Regions from separate parts of the Mus musculus genome. Here region 2 is linked to region 1. A link is a contact called in public HiChIP or PLAC-seq data. All regions are on one chromosome and are shown on one strand. The core of a region is the stretch at or near the end of the contact, and the rest is flanking DNA. Distances in the headings are between cores, read along the strand shown. Region 1 holds the start of 4833412C05Rik (RIKEN cDNA 4833412C05 gene). Region 2 holds the start of Arrdc4 (arrestin domain containing 4).

Region 1 (6,778 bases), core at 420-2,919:
CTTCCTTAAGACGAAGGGCTATGCTCATTTGCATAGTAAACCTATATGGAGTACCTACAGGCTGTGTGCTATGGCAGACCTAGTGTCAGGACATGTAGCTGACTAGGAAAAGCATGTCTCTGTCCTTGGGAACTTATTGAACTAAAAGAAGGCCAACATCAAACAACTAATTATGGAATTAATTCTTCACTGGGTCCTCCCATCAGCACTGGGTGACGCCAAACTATAGGTAAATATTTGAATCCCACAGAGGATACAAAGGAAACATGGAAACCGGAGACACCGCTCATGTCTCCCTTCCAAAGTCATCAGTTCAGCTGGCAATAGAGCCGAGAGCTTATGTAACTAAGAAACCATCCCACGCAAGTTCCCACACCAGAGGGACACGGGGGTCGTTAGTGTCCAATTCGGGGGATCAGGGAAGACTTTGTGGGGGATTTATTCACGGCCTTGACAGTGGATCACAAAGAGCTCAGCAATGAAGGAAGAAAGCATCCCTGTAAAATTAGCCACCTAAAGTTCCGCCACCCACCAAGGCCCACAGTTTAGTGCTGCCATGAGTCCCCTCTGAACAGCCACAGGACAAGATCCACTTATACACGCTGTTGACTCCCTGCTGTGTCCATTTAACAGTGTGTGGTGGATATTTGGCCTCTGACAATTATTCCTAGTCTACATCCCATTTAAGCAGCCAAAGACGATTCCATTACATGGGTGTACAGTAAACGAATCAAATCCCTATTAATGAACATTTAGGGTTTGGGTCAAGGGTATATACACTCTGGAACCCCAAGGCCTGAGCCTGAATCCAGTTAGTGACCTGGCTGGGTGGTAGGAGGAAGGCTGTGTTTCTGAAGGCGTGGTCCTTCCCCGTAGCAGAGGTACCTGCAGATGGTAATGATGTGGGATATTCAGAACAGTGGTTAGCACCCAGGGAGCGCTCAATCAAGGCTCGGATCGGACAGGCTATAAGCACTCTGTCATCCTGACCAAAGTGTTGGTTTGCTCCCCTCTGTTTCATCACTCAAAACACCCAAAGTGCACACAGTCAAAAAGCACATACATGAGCGCAATCATCTAGTCACCACTGTGATCGGTAAGAGGTAGTGAACGAGGAGAGCCTCTGACTCCTTCCTGGAACCCATCAGGACCCTCCCGTTATCCACAAACCATCTAGTGAGGTTTCTTGATTTGCCTTCTGGGTGGCCTTCTGGAATCTAAAGCAAGAGGAGCATTCATAACAAGTCAAGTCAGACGCTTTCACTACGATTTCAAGGAGGGGAAGCTGGAGTCGAGGCCATGTTTGAAAATATAGGTCAAATCTTGGTTTCTGTGGTTACTGAACACTGTCAGCCACTGTGACTCCCTCTGTGTGGGTGATGCCAAGGTTCAGAGGTCTGACAGCCCTGTCTAGCTCCTCTACAAGTGTCACCTCTCTCGCCCCTCCCCAAGGTCTGAGGCTTCTCTCAGCCCTACTGACCCCCAGGCCCGAGGGTCCTGAGCTTGGGCAACACCCAGGAGTAAGCTACTGCAGGTACCTTGCTCTTCATGCCTGAGGTTGGGGGCGGGGTGCTGGGACTGCTGCTGCTGAAGTTCGGGATGTCTCCATACCCCTGCAGTTCTACCCACTAGTCTGCTGCTGCATGTGGGGACTGCCGGGGAGCAGGGAGGAGGCCATGTGGGGAGGGAACAATGTAGTGGGTTGTTTAGCTGACTGTCAGCCTCGTTCTGGGATCCTCCTTTCCACGCCCCTTGGCTTAACCGCCACAGGCACAGCTCACAGAGGCAAGAGCCCCCTTATTTGGTCTTGGAAAGAAAGGGGAAAGGTTATCCTCGGATGCCTGCGGCGTTGGGTCATCAGCCCGCAGTTGCTGGCCCGCACCCGCGGGTGCAGTTCAGTCTCCCACCGGCAGGTGGCGGCACCGCGCAGGGTCTGGGGAGATGGCCAGCTGGTAAACAACCCGCAGGATCCAATGCCCTAGGGTGGGGACCCGCCCGGATGGGGGTGGGCGCCTTATGAGTCCGCACGTGGACAGTGATGCGGAGGGAGAAGCTAAGCTTCAGAGGAAGGGAATGGGGAGGAAAGAGCCCAATACCTTGTTTGTGGGAGAGTCAAGCTTCCCGAATTGCTCTGGCTGTAGGGTGTGACTTTGCCTTGATGGATTTCACGTGAGCGGCTGGAGAGTGCGCTGTGCCAGGCGGGAATCTGCTTCAAAGTCACCCACGCGGGTTCAGGGGACTCGAATCTCTGGATGTGTGTCAGTAAGGCACCGTGTGGGGCTCTGCACCAGCTGGGAGATTCGCTTTCTTGCCCATCCTTTTTCCTCTCAATCTCCTCTCTACCCCCCCCCCCCCGCCTCCTCCTTGCTCTTCCTGCCTCTCCGTGAGCCTGGGGGTGTGAAGCGACCCACTTTCCTCCTTGTGGCCCGAAGAGTTTTTAAGTTCGAACCGCCACGTGGCTGGTTCCTTTCCTACACCTTCCTGCAAGAGAACAATTGCCACCATTTTATCTTGAGGTTAGAAAGGCTCTGGTCACCCCAACAGTAATGGACAATGCTGGTTCCCCAAAGCCAATGTTTGTTTCAGTGATTGAGAACTGCCACACACACACACACACACACACACACACACACACACACACACACACACACACGCACGCACGCACGCACGCCCCCCACCCCCACCCTTGCCGCCGCCCCTTCCAGTGACTCCTCCAGGTAAAGCCCAGGGGTATCACAGGGAGCTGGCAGGGCATAGTGGCCTCCCAACACTTTAACACTTGCCTTTCATCCCAGCACTCAGGAAGCAGGGGGCTTAGTGAGTTTGAGCCTAGAGGGCCAGTCAGGGCTATATAATTACATTCTGTCTCAAAACAAAAACAAAAACAAAAACAAAACGCCAAGATTTGGGCTGTAGTGGTTAAGAACACTTGCAGCTCTTGTAGGTGACCCAGGCTGGATTCCCAGCATACACAAGGTGATTCTCCACCATCTGCAACTCCAGTTCCAAGCGATGTCTTCTTCCAATCGCCTCAGGTGCCAAGCATGCATGTGGTGCCCATACATACATGGAGGCAAAGCATAAAATGGGTAAATTGCATTCAAAACAGAGCACAGAGACGTTTTAAAGATGGATCAACAGTAGACCCTCTTCCTGGACTTTCACTGACCTCCAAAATGGCTCCTAGGTGGTCAGTCTGCAGCACCGGTTCTTGTTGCTTGGTTGTTGATGGCTCCAAAGAGAAGCCGACAAGTCTAAGCTCTTCCCCATCTGCCTCCTGACAGGGACCCTAATGACCTCCCACTTTGGGTTTCTTCACCTGGGAAGACATCAGTTTTCTGAGTCACACAATTATGGACAACTTTTGAAAATTATTGGGGTGACAGGTTCATGCTTGCCTTACATCCTACGGTACCTGGTTGCATTTCTTTGTATGTGTTGCATGTATATATGTGGGGACATGTTCTAGTGGAGGGCAGTGGACAAGTTCAGTTTCCTTTCTCAGGCGCTGCCCACCTATATTCCCTTAGGTTGATCAGCAAGCCCCAGCAGTCTGTCTGTCTGTCCCCCAGTGCTGGGATTATACAGCAATCTCACACATTGAGATTTTCCTTCTTCCTCTTCTGCTTCTTCCCCTTCCTCTCTTTTATCTTAAAGTCTGTGCGAACAAGATTAAATCCAAGGAACATCTTTATTTTCCGTGAGACAGTTTTGAAGCTGTTCCTATTAATTTGGGTGGGTTCCTGGTTTCTAAGAATTCACTCAGCATGCCACATAGTAAGTGCGTGCGTGTGTGGGGAGTTCCCGAAAGGCTATCCAGGAACAGGCTGCTCCACAGTCTTTGTTTTATTGGTTACAGTCATTCAAAACTCCACTGATAGCCAGATGGTTCACCAAACCTCCAATTGCACAGGCTCGTGACTGCCTTCAGTGGCCTCTGTGGCATTTCTGTTTTATGTCACAGGAGGTCAGCCTGGCTCTCCTTGAAGGATCCTCTGCTCCTCTCTGGAGCCAGCTTGAATGACAGCACTCTCACTGGCTGTCTAGGTTGGTTGTGACATCCCAGAACCCAGTCCCTATATCAGGAGCAGTTGTGGTTTGCCTGCACCATGACAGCATGGCTTGTCCCTTCCTATGTGTGCCGGCCAACTCAAGTGTTGGCTTGTTCTGCTCTTCATTCTGAGGTTGATCCCACCATAAGCTAGTCCTCAAGTCTTGATTTGGTTCTGTTCGGTTGCCTGGATTCTGCCCTCTGTGCATGCCTTGAGGTAGGTTGAATTACCATCCTCTTAAGGATGATCCTTGTTTGGAAGGGCAGTGGTGCCCAGTGATGAACTTGGCGCGTGGGGGATGGGGGGTGGGGCAGCTGCAAAGCCTGAGGTACGCACTTTAAACTTTGTGTGGTAGCTGCTAATGGGGTGCAAGGCTGGTAGCACTGTCCAGCCTATGGGGTGCACAGGATGCCTACCTTCAAGATTTAGTGGAGGAGGAAACATTGTAGCTGCCCAAGGGTATCCTGACTGCCTTTCATCTGCTTAGATCCCTACAGCCACACAGAGCCCCCCTTTAGGCCCAGGTTGTCAGAATTCATCCTTTGCAAAAGACGGAAATCCAGCCCACGCTTGTTTATGCAAATAAAGGCATTTAATTGTCTCAAGAAAAAGACAGTGGAGATGTCCATTTCACGTACAGCTTCATCTAGCAGATTAACAACACCGTTTCAATTACCCTTATCCTTAGCTCAGCTGGGGTGACTTCATTCTCAGGTTGGCACCCTCACTGGCCCTTGATCATCCTTCATTGGCCAGCCCCAATAAGCCTTAAGAAACTTGAGTTCCTGAAGGGAAATCATGGGGGAACATGTGTGAGTGTGTGTGTGTGTGTGTGTGTGTGTGTATCTCCCTTCCTCTGTGCTATCAATCAAAAGACAGAAAACTTGAATGGGGAACAGTCCTGTCATGAGGGGTCCCTAGCAATCAGCCTGGCTGGGAAGGGATAAGTTGAACTGTGTCCCATTCACCCAGGGGACCAGCTTCAATGACAGAAGGAAACATTGCTGTCTAAGTTGTAGAGATGGCTCACTGGATAAAGCCTATGTTACTCAAACATGAGAACCTCAGTAGGATCCCAGCATCCATGTGAGAAGCAACGTGTAGACACAGACACTAGTAACCCCAAGTCCTACTGGGAGCAGGACAGAGGGGTCAGTAGGGCTTCCCGGCCACCACCATAACTCAAAGTTCAGTAAGAGACCTTATCTGAAAATAATAATGGTTAGAGTGATGGAGAAAAATACCTGATGTTCTCCTCTGACTTCCAAACCCACATCCATGCACACACACCTACATACATACACATGTGTAGAAAACACACACACCCTGGCTGTCCTAAGAACTCTGTGCCAAGAAGTCTAGAAACCCGCAGGCCCTAAGTGTAGCAAAAGTAATTTAACGGGGCTGGAGAGATGGCTCAGTGGTTAAGAGCACTGACTGCTCTTCCGAAGGTCCTGAGTTCAAATCCCAGCAACCACATGGTGGCTCACAACCATCAGTAACGAGATCTGACGCCCTCTTCTGGTGCATCTGGAGACAGCTACAGTGGACTTAGATATAATAATAAATAAATCTTAAAAAAGAAAAAAGTAATTTAACAATATGATGTATAGTGATTTGAATAGACTAGTTAATAAGATGGCCATAACGATATAATATATACGAATAAGTATAAATGTATAAATATACATAAATGTACCATAGCATAATGGCACATAAGTATATGCGAAAATGCAATAAAGTCTCACTGAACTAGCGGAACTAGGGATCCCTGGGGACCCTTAATGAGAGTCACCACACAAACAACTATAAATAAGACATTACCAATCCACACCAAGGGGCATGCCAGGCTGTGGCCTGGGCTTGGGCACAAGCTGCGTGTTGACTTGTTTCGTGCTCCAATCTGATGCAATTCAAGCTGGTGCCAGAGCAAACAGGCACAGTATTAGACACCGTGGACCCTTGGATGCCTCTCAAACAGTTAAACTTGAATCTATTTACCAGGTCGACTCTGGCCATCAAATGTCCCCTGAGCCGAGGGAGCAGTGTAGAGGCACACCCCACATCCAAGAGCACCCCAAGAACTGAGTTAGAAAGCGGAAAACGTCTCTCCTTTTCTGGACCAGAGTCTCCTCATTGTCCTTACTGTCTCCTCGTCTGCATTGTCCTCTGGCAGAGAGATACTGGACCCCAGTTCCGGGTTAGCCTTTGATGTTAGTTGGGGGCATCTGTCGGTTCAAGAGCTCTTCAATGTCTTTTTCTACCAAGTGAGCAGAGAGTGGGGGAAACGGTCGTGGGAAAGGCGTCTACACCTCCAGAACGTATCTGCCCTCTGGCTCTGTGCCTCAGCTGATCCTCTGATCCCCCACTAACCCTGTCCATCTGCTCCTTGGGCGCCTCAGTTGTGCAGGTTTCCTTTAGATTTGGGGTGCGATCGTGGATGTAGCTATTCAGCAATCAGCACATACGTCATTCTCTGGTGTACCACTTCCTTCACCCCTCACCAGCCCCGGGAGGCCAACACTGTTATTAGCTTCATTTTCCTCGAGGGAATCAGTGCTTAGTAAGGTCTTGTCAGTTTCCCCAAATCACACAAGGGAGAAGAGCATGAAACCCAAGCCCAAGTCAGATATTCATTGTTCTCAGGGGTTGTACATGGTGTGTGTGAAGGCGAGAGGGTCAAACTTGGGTGTTATTCCTTAAGTGCAGCCCATGTTGATTTTTCA
Region 2 (7,178 bases), core at 2,787-5,286, 950 kb after region 1:
ACACCTTCACCTGAAAAAGACCATACTGCATTTTAACGAAGGCCAGCAGTAAATCACGAGTTCTCACAATCTAAGCCATTTTTAAAAGGTGGTTTTCCTGCCAATACACTCTAAGTACATTAAGCAGACTGAGAGAATTAAATTAGAATTTGTCTTTTACCAAGAAACAACACACACACACACACACACACACACACACACACACACCCCTTTTATCTACAAAATGACCAATTATACAATTATCATAAAGTATTATCTAGGGCCAAAAGTTCGTGTGCGTGTGTAAAATGTACATATGATATATATATATATTGTATTGTAATATATAATATATAAATAAATACAGTATATGTGCATATACAGACACATGTATACACACATACATTAATTTTACTAACATGAGATATCAACATTAAATTGTACCTACAACAAATTGACAAGTTACATGTCTTTAGTTACACTACAATATTCATTCTATGTATTCTTTGAACAGAGGTAGAAAACTTGTTAACAGTGTTAGTAATAGTTATAAACAAAACAGCCAAAGTAGCAAGGGCCAGCTCTTCACCCGTTAGCTCTACTGAGAGTGATGGGGTTTCCCTTCTCCTGTTCCTGATAGCATCCTTCAACTTCATGCACGGATTTGTTACTGAACAATGGCCAAAGTCCAGGAATGGATGGCGTAAGACCAGAAGCACCAGCAGAAGCTATGATGAATCTCCATAGTCAATCTGTTTAATGTGGATTCAGAGTGGAGCCCGTGGCTGCCACTCTGGTCAGTGGCTCCCTATGGCATGTGACAGACTTTCCCTTCAAGATCATAAAAGCTATACATTATGGGTGGAGGTAATCCGATGAGAAAAGATGGCAGACAACTTGATCCGGAATTTGTCTTGCTACCTGAATTTGTTTCTACTTTATGTGGTCAAAACCATTAACAAGATGGGTTTCTTTGGTTGACTTATCAACAACGCAGTATTTCAGTCCTGTGCCTTTAGAGAATAAGAATGCATCACTGACTCAACGAGTCTCCTAAACCTTTCTCTCTACTTTTCACATTAAGGAGAAACAAGGAACTCGGGTCCACTTTGTAAAGAAAGACATCACAGGCTGGTGACCTGAAGGCAACGTGAACAATAACTAGTCAGAAGAACACAGGTTCAGATTACATGGTGTGATGCAGTGTGCATCCCAGAGGCTCCCTACGTGCAGGAGTGGACGGCCACACAAGCCTCAGGAGGGTCTCAGCAGAGCTAGAGGCCTGGAGTCAAGGGACACTTCTGTACCTTATCGCTTCCAAGGGGCTCATTAGGCCCGCAGAGCTGAGATAGAGTGTGATCGCCATGTGACACATGACAAAGTGCACACAAATGTTTAGCAGTGTGGATTTACTGGACTTAAATGGCAAGCTCGGGTGATAATGAGGATGAATACTTCGGTCCTCAAAAGAACAATTGGAGGAAAGGGGAATGGATATCTGCATCAAGTAAAGACTACAGAGTCCTGAAGTCCTGAGACTTCATGGTGGGCCTGGGAGCTGAGGACCAGAATACAGATGAGCGGGTAGAGTTTGGATGAAGGGAACGGGCATGTAGAGTTGCTAGCATACTAAAAAGTGATCAAGAGAGATGAAGAGCCCCTCAAGAAGCAAGCCAACCCAGGCCTTACAGGACTTCAAATGAGAAAACCAATTTGAGGAAACGGACAAACGCTGTAATACCGAGTAAAAAGGTTTCTTTCTCTTTTTAATTTTTATGTTTAATTAGAAACATTCAGAAGATGTAAGGTGTGGCCATTTCTGCTTCTGTTTTATGGCTCTCACTGTTTCCACCTGTCCACTGAGGGCTACAATGTTAAAGGAAGCTGCTTTATCCACCAAAGCCCTTCCAACCAGAGCTTTTCATGAAACCTTTTCATGAGCCCTGGGATCTAGAAACATTGTAGAGGGGACGAGAGGGGCTGTGTAAGGTCACACTCTGGTGGGTGCCTATGAACTGAAGCTAATTCTCTGCTTTGGTCCCTGGGACTTTCTTATATCCTTGGCTATGAGCCTAGCCTTTAATGGCTGAGCCATCTCTTCGGCCGAGGTGTCTAGGTCTTTCTATCACGATCTTTTTTCATAAGGACTTGAAGTGGTTCAGGCACAATGATAGTAAGTGGCTCAATAAGAATAATAATTTTAAAGAATATTCTGGGAAGATTTTTAAAACATAGATCCAACAGTTTAAAATAGATCCTAGGGGTCAACAGTTATTTAAAAAAAAAAAAGATCACCCTAGGTCATTGAATGATAACTAGTTTATGAAGTTAATGACCCTGAGAATCTGTGTCAAGTTGCTAAGTTCTTCCAAGTTGTAAGTATGTGGGGGAAATGTTCCCCCACTCCTTAAATAAAAGCTGACTTTAAGCAAACTATAACCATTGCTAACACATTCTAGGAAAACTGGCAGCTGTCTAGATGTAGCTGTTTCATTAGAACAAAGCAACAAGATCTTACTTGTGAGTCAAAACCTATTTGTTAGCCCAGATGTTACCAAAGCAGCGTTCAGTTCTCATCCTTACAGGCGCAGGGGCCGAATCTTAAACAGAAACCTGGTTACCTCTCGCTGCCACGGCCTTCCCTCCAGTCAGCCACCTTTAACATCCTTGTTGGTTATTAATCACTGGGAGAAAAGACTCCTGGAATCCACAGTGAGGAAAGGACATTAAAGCAGGTAGAGCTCTCACCTGCCACACCCCATTATCCAAAATACAGCTCTCGTTAGGCACATATTTGAGGATTTATCTGGACACCATTGTACTTCTCCACAGGAGGATACGATGCACTAGGTAGTAAGCTTAAGGCATTTGATAGGTCCAAGATGATGAGGCAGACAGATAGAAGTTTACAATAGTTTCCACTGAGAGAAGACTGACTCACGGTTACTAGCATTTTCATGATGAAATGCAATCACATGAACCCAACATACATATGCATGGGCACTTCTGGAAAAGTCAGAAATGGCCCAGATGGCAGGCATTGTCTGCAAAGGCCTTTCTGAATGGGGAGAGGTAAGAGGAAGGGGAGCTACAGCAATGGATGGCTCTTAGTGAGATTCATGTTCCCCAGTGAGGAGACACTTCTCTCGAACTACCCAAGTACCACTTCCCTTTTCCCAAGATTTAGTTTTCTGTAAATCATCATGAACCCGGGAGTGTCTAGGGCCAGGACAGGCAGGAGCAGCAGGCCATCAAACTCTGGGCACCACATAACAGAATGTCACCAATTCCACCTTCCATGCCTCCAGGTGAGGAAGGACCTAGAACCCAGACAGTCAGATGGCGGGTTTCCATGGCAACGATTCTGTAATAGGTTACTAGAAGATCGCAGGAAGCTAAGTTCAAAGGTACACACCAACACAAAAGGGTCTGGCCTCCTCCTAGAAGCCAGGTAGGGGCACAGGCTTGGCCTCCTGCCCTTCCCCCGTGACAGCAGATGACTCCCCTTCCAGAAGCTTCCCTCAGTGCCACCCAGCACCCAGGGACGCGCCCCTTCCCGCCCCCCTCCCTGGGGATCTCCAAGCTCACCAGCTGGGGCCTCCAGCAGACTCAACCGCAGGTTCAAGTATTCCACTTCTGAGGAGGCTGCGGGAGAGCCCCCACCGATGCAGACCCTGGCCCCAGCGCTCGGGCCCCAGGCAGAGGTGGCACGGCCCTGGGCCTCCAGGCGCAGTCCGCGCAGGGCCACCGGCTCTGCCGCCTCCAGCAGCACGTGCCCGGCCACTGTCTCGCCGCTTGAGTAGCAGCCCTTGCTCTCATCTTCGAACACTAGCCCCAAGCTCTTGACACGGCCCCGAGGACCATCGGCTCCCGCCTCGCCTCCCATTCCGCCAGGCGATGCGGCTCTGCCACCAAGATCCGCAGTGGCCCCAGGTCGGGGTAGCCGGCTCCGCGACGCTGCTGTCACGGGCGCCGGCCGCACACCCAGGGCCACTACGGCCACAGCGCCCAGCCGGGTGAAACACCCGCACTGGGGCCCTGTCTCTTTAACACACCCCACTGGGACTGGAAAGGGGCTGACACGGCCCGCCTACAGAGCACTGCCATTGGCCAGTCGCGAAACCTGCTTCTTTCCCATTGGCTGTACATGGCCACTTAGTCATTTCATTGGCGCCCCCACACCAGGCTGAGCAGGACGGTGGTGCGTGATCAGGAGGGCTTCACCAATCGGGAGACACCATAGTGCACGTGCACAGGACCTTTATTGGTGGGAGCAAGGCACAGTCCTGGGCCACAGACCAATAGTGAGGCAGTGCGCCCATGTGGACAGAGGATGGGAAACAATATCTGTTAGGGAGGGGGCGGTTCCCGGCTCACCGGCGCATTGGTGTCAGCGTTGCTATGGTTATAGTGGGGGCGGGCTTTCCAGCTCAGAGAGGCTAGAGTAGTTTGTACTAGAACATGAACTTGTGGCTGCAGCAGGCCCAGTTTAAGATTACTTCTGCAGAGTGCCCAGCAAAAGGTTTCTTGGAAAATGGAACTCAGGAGTCTCGCTTTATGCTGGCTGCCTTGGAACTTTAAAGCAGATATCAGAATCTGCTAACTTTCATGATTCTGAGCCACACCTCTTTGGGTCTCAGACAGAATTCCTGTACTAGCTGAGAGCCAATGTCTTGGAAGAATGCTGTGATTCTTAGTGCTTTTGTCCTGAGAAGTTCTGTTCCTGGTTGCTGAAGTCCAGCCAGACTCCGTCTCTGGTTCTTCTGCCTCTAAATAAGGTCGTGGTTTTAAAACAGCACCTGCCACTTATTGGTGCTGATGCAAACAGAAGGACTCCATTATTGACTGAATAATACTCTATTTGGTCGTTATATACATGCATAAGTTGTAAAGTGTGCAAATATTATGTCTGGAAAAAAAGATCGATACTTGACACACAAGTGCCCCACCCAAAAGGATTTCGTAACCCCGGGATCATAGTCCTAGAACATGCCCAGCTGTCTCCGTGACTTGTTCCCCAAACCCACAGCTCTTCTTGCTGGTTTCTTTTTAATTCACACCGTTCTAGATAGCCTTTTGGTATCTAGAATATTTAAATATGTGTAATTATTTGTCTATCAATTTGTAATCCTTTATTTCCCCTCGTTAAAATTCTAAGTGCGTAAGCTGTTATCAAGGTTTGATAATTGAAAATTGAAACTGAAGGATATTTTCTTTCCAAGGCTCTGAAAGTATAGGTTGTTTTACTGCACTCTTTTGAGTTTAGATGATCAACACGGGCATTTTTATTGTTATCTATCTATTTATTCATTTGTATAATATTTCTATTCTTGAAGAAGTCCATGCATGCATGCAGTATATTTGCTCATATTCTACCCCCATTCCTCCCCTAACTCCTTCCAAACGCATACTTACCTCCATATTCTAACTTCACGTCCTCTTTTCAAAATTGTTGATTTAATTTAAAGTGTGGTTTGCTGTCATAGAGCTCACTGGTGCTCTATCTGTGCTGCTCATACATTTGAGCAGAGGCCATCCACTGCAGCATGGTTGACCTGCCAGGAGTCACACCCTCAAAGAACACTGTAACTTTAGTAAGGCTTTAGGGTGTCCAAAGATTCTTTAACACTTCTCAAAGAAAGTAAAAAGAGCCATAAATCCAGCCCTGGGGGTCCCGAAATACTACCCTTGGGTTCCTGATCACAGTGTCTATAATGGTCCCTGCTTCCTTTCCTTCACAGCACAGCTTGATCTTAAACATGTACTTGCACGGTGTTTATTGCCCCCACTGAGGACAAAGACTTTGCTCTCATGCATTGTTTTTTAACCTTTTGTATCTAACACAGAAGCAAGCAATACTCAATCAATGTGTGTTAACAAACACTGAATGATGGATCACAACCACCGGTTTTGAGACAGATGAATAGTGCTGGACCTCTTACTGATCTTCCACTGGCTCCAGGGAGAGATGTTCTCCTCAAAATTAAGTGTCTAGGAAAGAGGTGAAAGTTCACTGACATGCACAGACTGGCACCAGGACAGAACTGTAGACATGGCATCCCATGCTACCAGAGACCAAGATTTTGGTTTTTTGCTTGTTTGTTTTTTGCTTGTTTGTTTTACTAGGTTTGGAGATCCAACCTAAGATTTTTTGCAAAGCAGGCAAGCTCTCTCTCTCACTAAGCCACATCTCCAACCTTTAGGTTTTAGAGACAGGGTTTACACTAAGTAAATATGGGTAGTTCAGGTGTCCAGACCCCCTCTCTCTCCTAAGTGCTAGCATTTATAAGCACGAGTCATTGTGCCAGCAATGATTGTGCCAGTAATGATTTTAGACTATAGGCACCTGGATGTGTGAGCAAGAGCAGTTTAGCAAATGTAGTTCTTGGGGCTGGTGAGATGACTCAGCAGGTAAAGGCACTTGCCATAAAGCTGGACCATCTGGACTTTGAGGCCCAGGACCTACAGGTGAGAGGGAAAGAACTACTCCTGCGAGCTGTCCTCTGTCCTCCACATGCATAGCATGGCATGAACATGTTCATACATAGACACACACTCTTGCTCTCTCTCTCTCTCACACACATGCATATGTATACACACATATAAAACGTTATGTCAAGTTTAGTGTAATGTATACACACACACATAACACAGAAATACACACATAAAACTTTATGATGTGTGTTTGCATGTGTATGTGCTTATGTGTGTATGTCACTTATATTTCTGTTTAGAAGTGTCAGGACTAATCATTTGCTCTTTTATTGATAAGATTATATTGTTTTGGTGTTCTGCTGTTTGAATTATTTTTTCATTAATTAATTCACTTTCCATCCTGATCATAGGACCACTCCATCCTCTCCTCCATGCCCTACTCTTACAAATTCTTTCCACTATTACCCCCTCCCCTTCTCCTCTTTGGGCCCACCCTACATTGGGACATCAAGTTACAGCAGGACCCTCCTCTCCCACTAAGGCCCAACTGGTCAATCTGGCTAGGGGACAGGGATCAAATATCAGGCAACAGGGTCAGAGACCCCTGCTCCAATAGTTAGAGGACCCACATGAAGACCAAGCTGCACATCTACATCAATGTATAGGGAGTCTAAATCCAGTCCCTGCATGCTCTTTGGTTGGTGGCTCAGTCTCTGTGAATCCCCATGGCCCTGGGTTAGTTGATTCTGTAGGTCTTCTTGTGG

Evidence for each region. HiChIP or PLAC-seq counts read pairs in DNA pulled down with a chosen protein or histone mark.
Region 2: a contact with region 1 is called in an H3K27ac HiChIP or PLAC-seq map of embryonic stem cells, with 5 times the contacts expected there. The contact joins the promoter of Arrdc4 here to the promoter of 4833412C05Rik in region 1. A contact is called at or near these places in 2 of 115 datasets of contacts at active chromatin or transcription factors (astrocytes and embryonic stem cells).

Annotation. Positions count from the first base shown.
Region 1 is chr7:67,801,827-67,808,604 of GRCm38.p6, forward strand. 4833412C05Rik (RIKEN cDNA 4833412C05 gene) reads right to left here and starts at 1,670. Exons shown (of 3, transcript NR_045954.1): 1 at 1,539-1,670. It overlaps Gm34350 (a long non-coding RNA gene), which reads left to right and starts at 1,363. Exons shown (of 3, transcript XR_391567.3): 1 at 1,363-1,534.
Region 2 is chr7:68,745,202-68,752,379 of GRCm38.p6, forward strand. It overlaps Arrdc4 (arrestin domain containing 4), which reads right to left and starts at 4,037. Exons shown (of 8, transcript NM_001042592.2): 1 at 3,568-4,037; 2 at 1-10. The coding sequence starts at 3,865.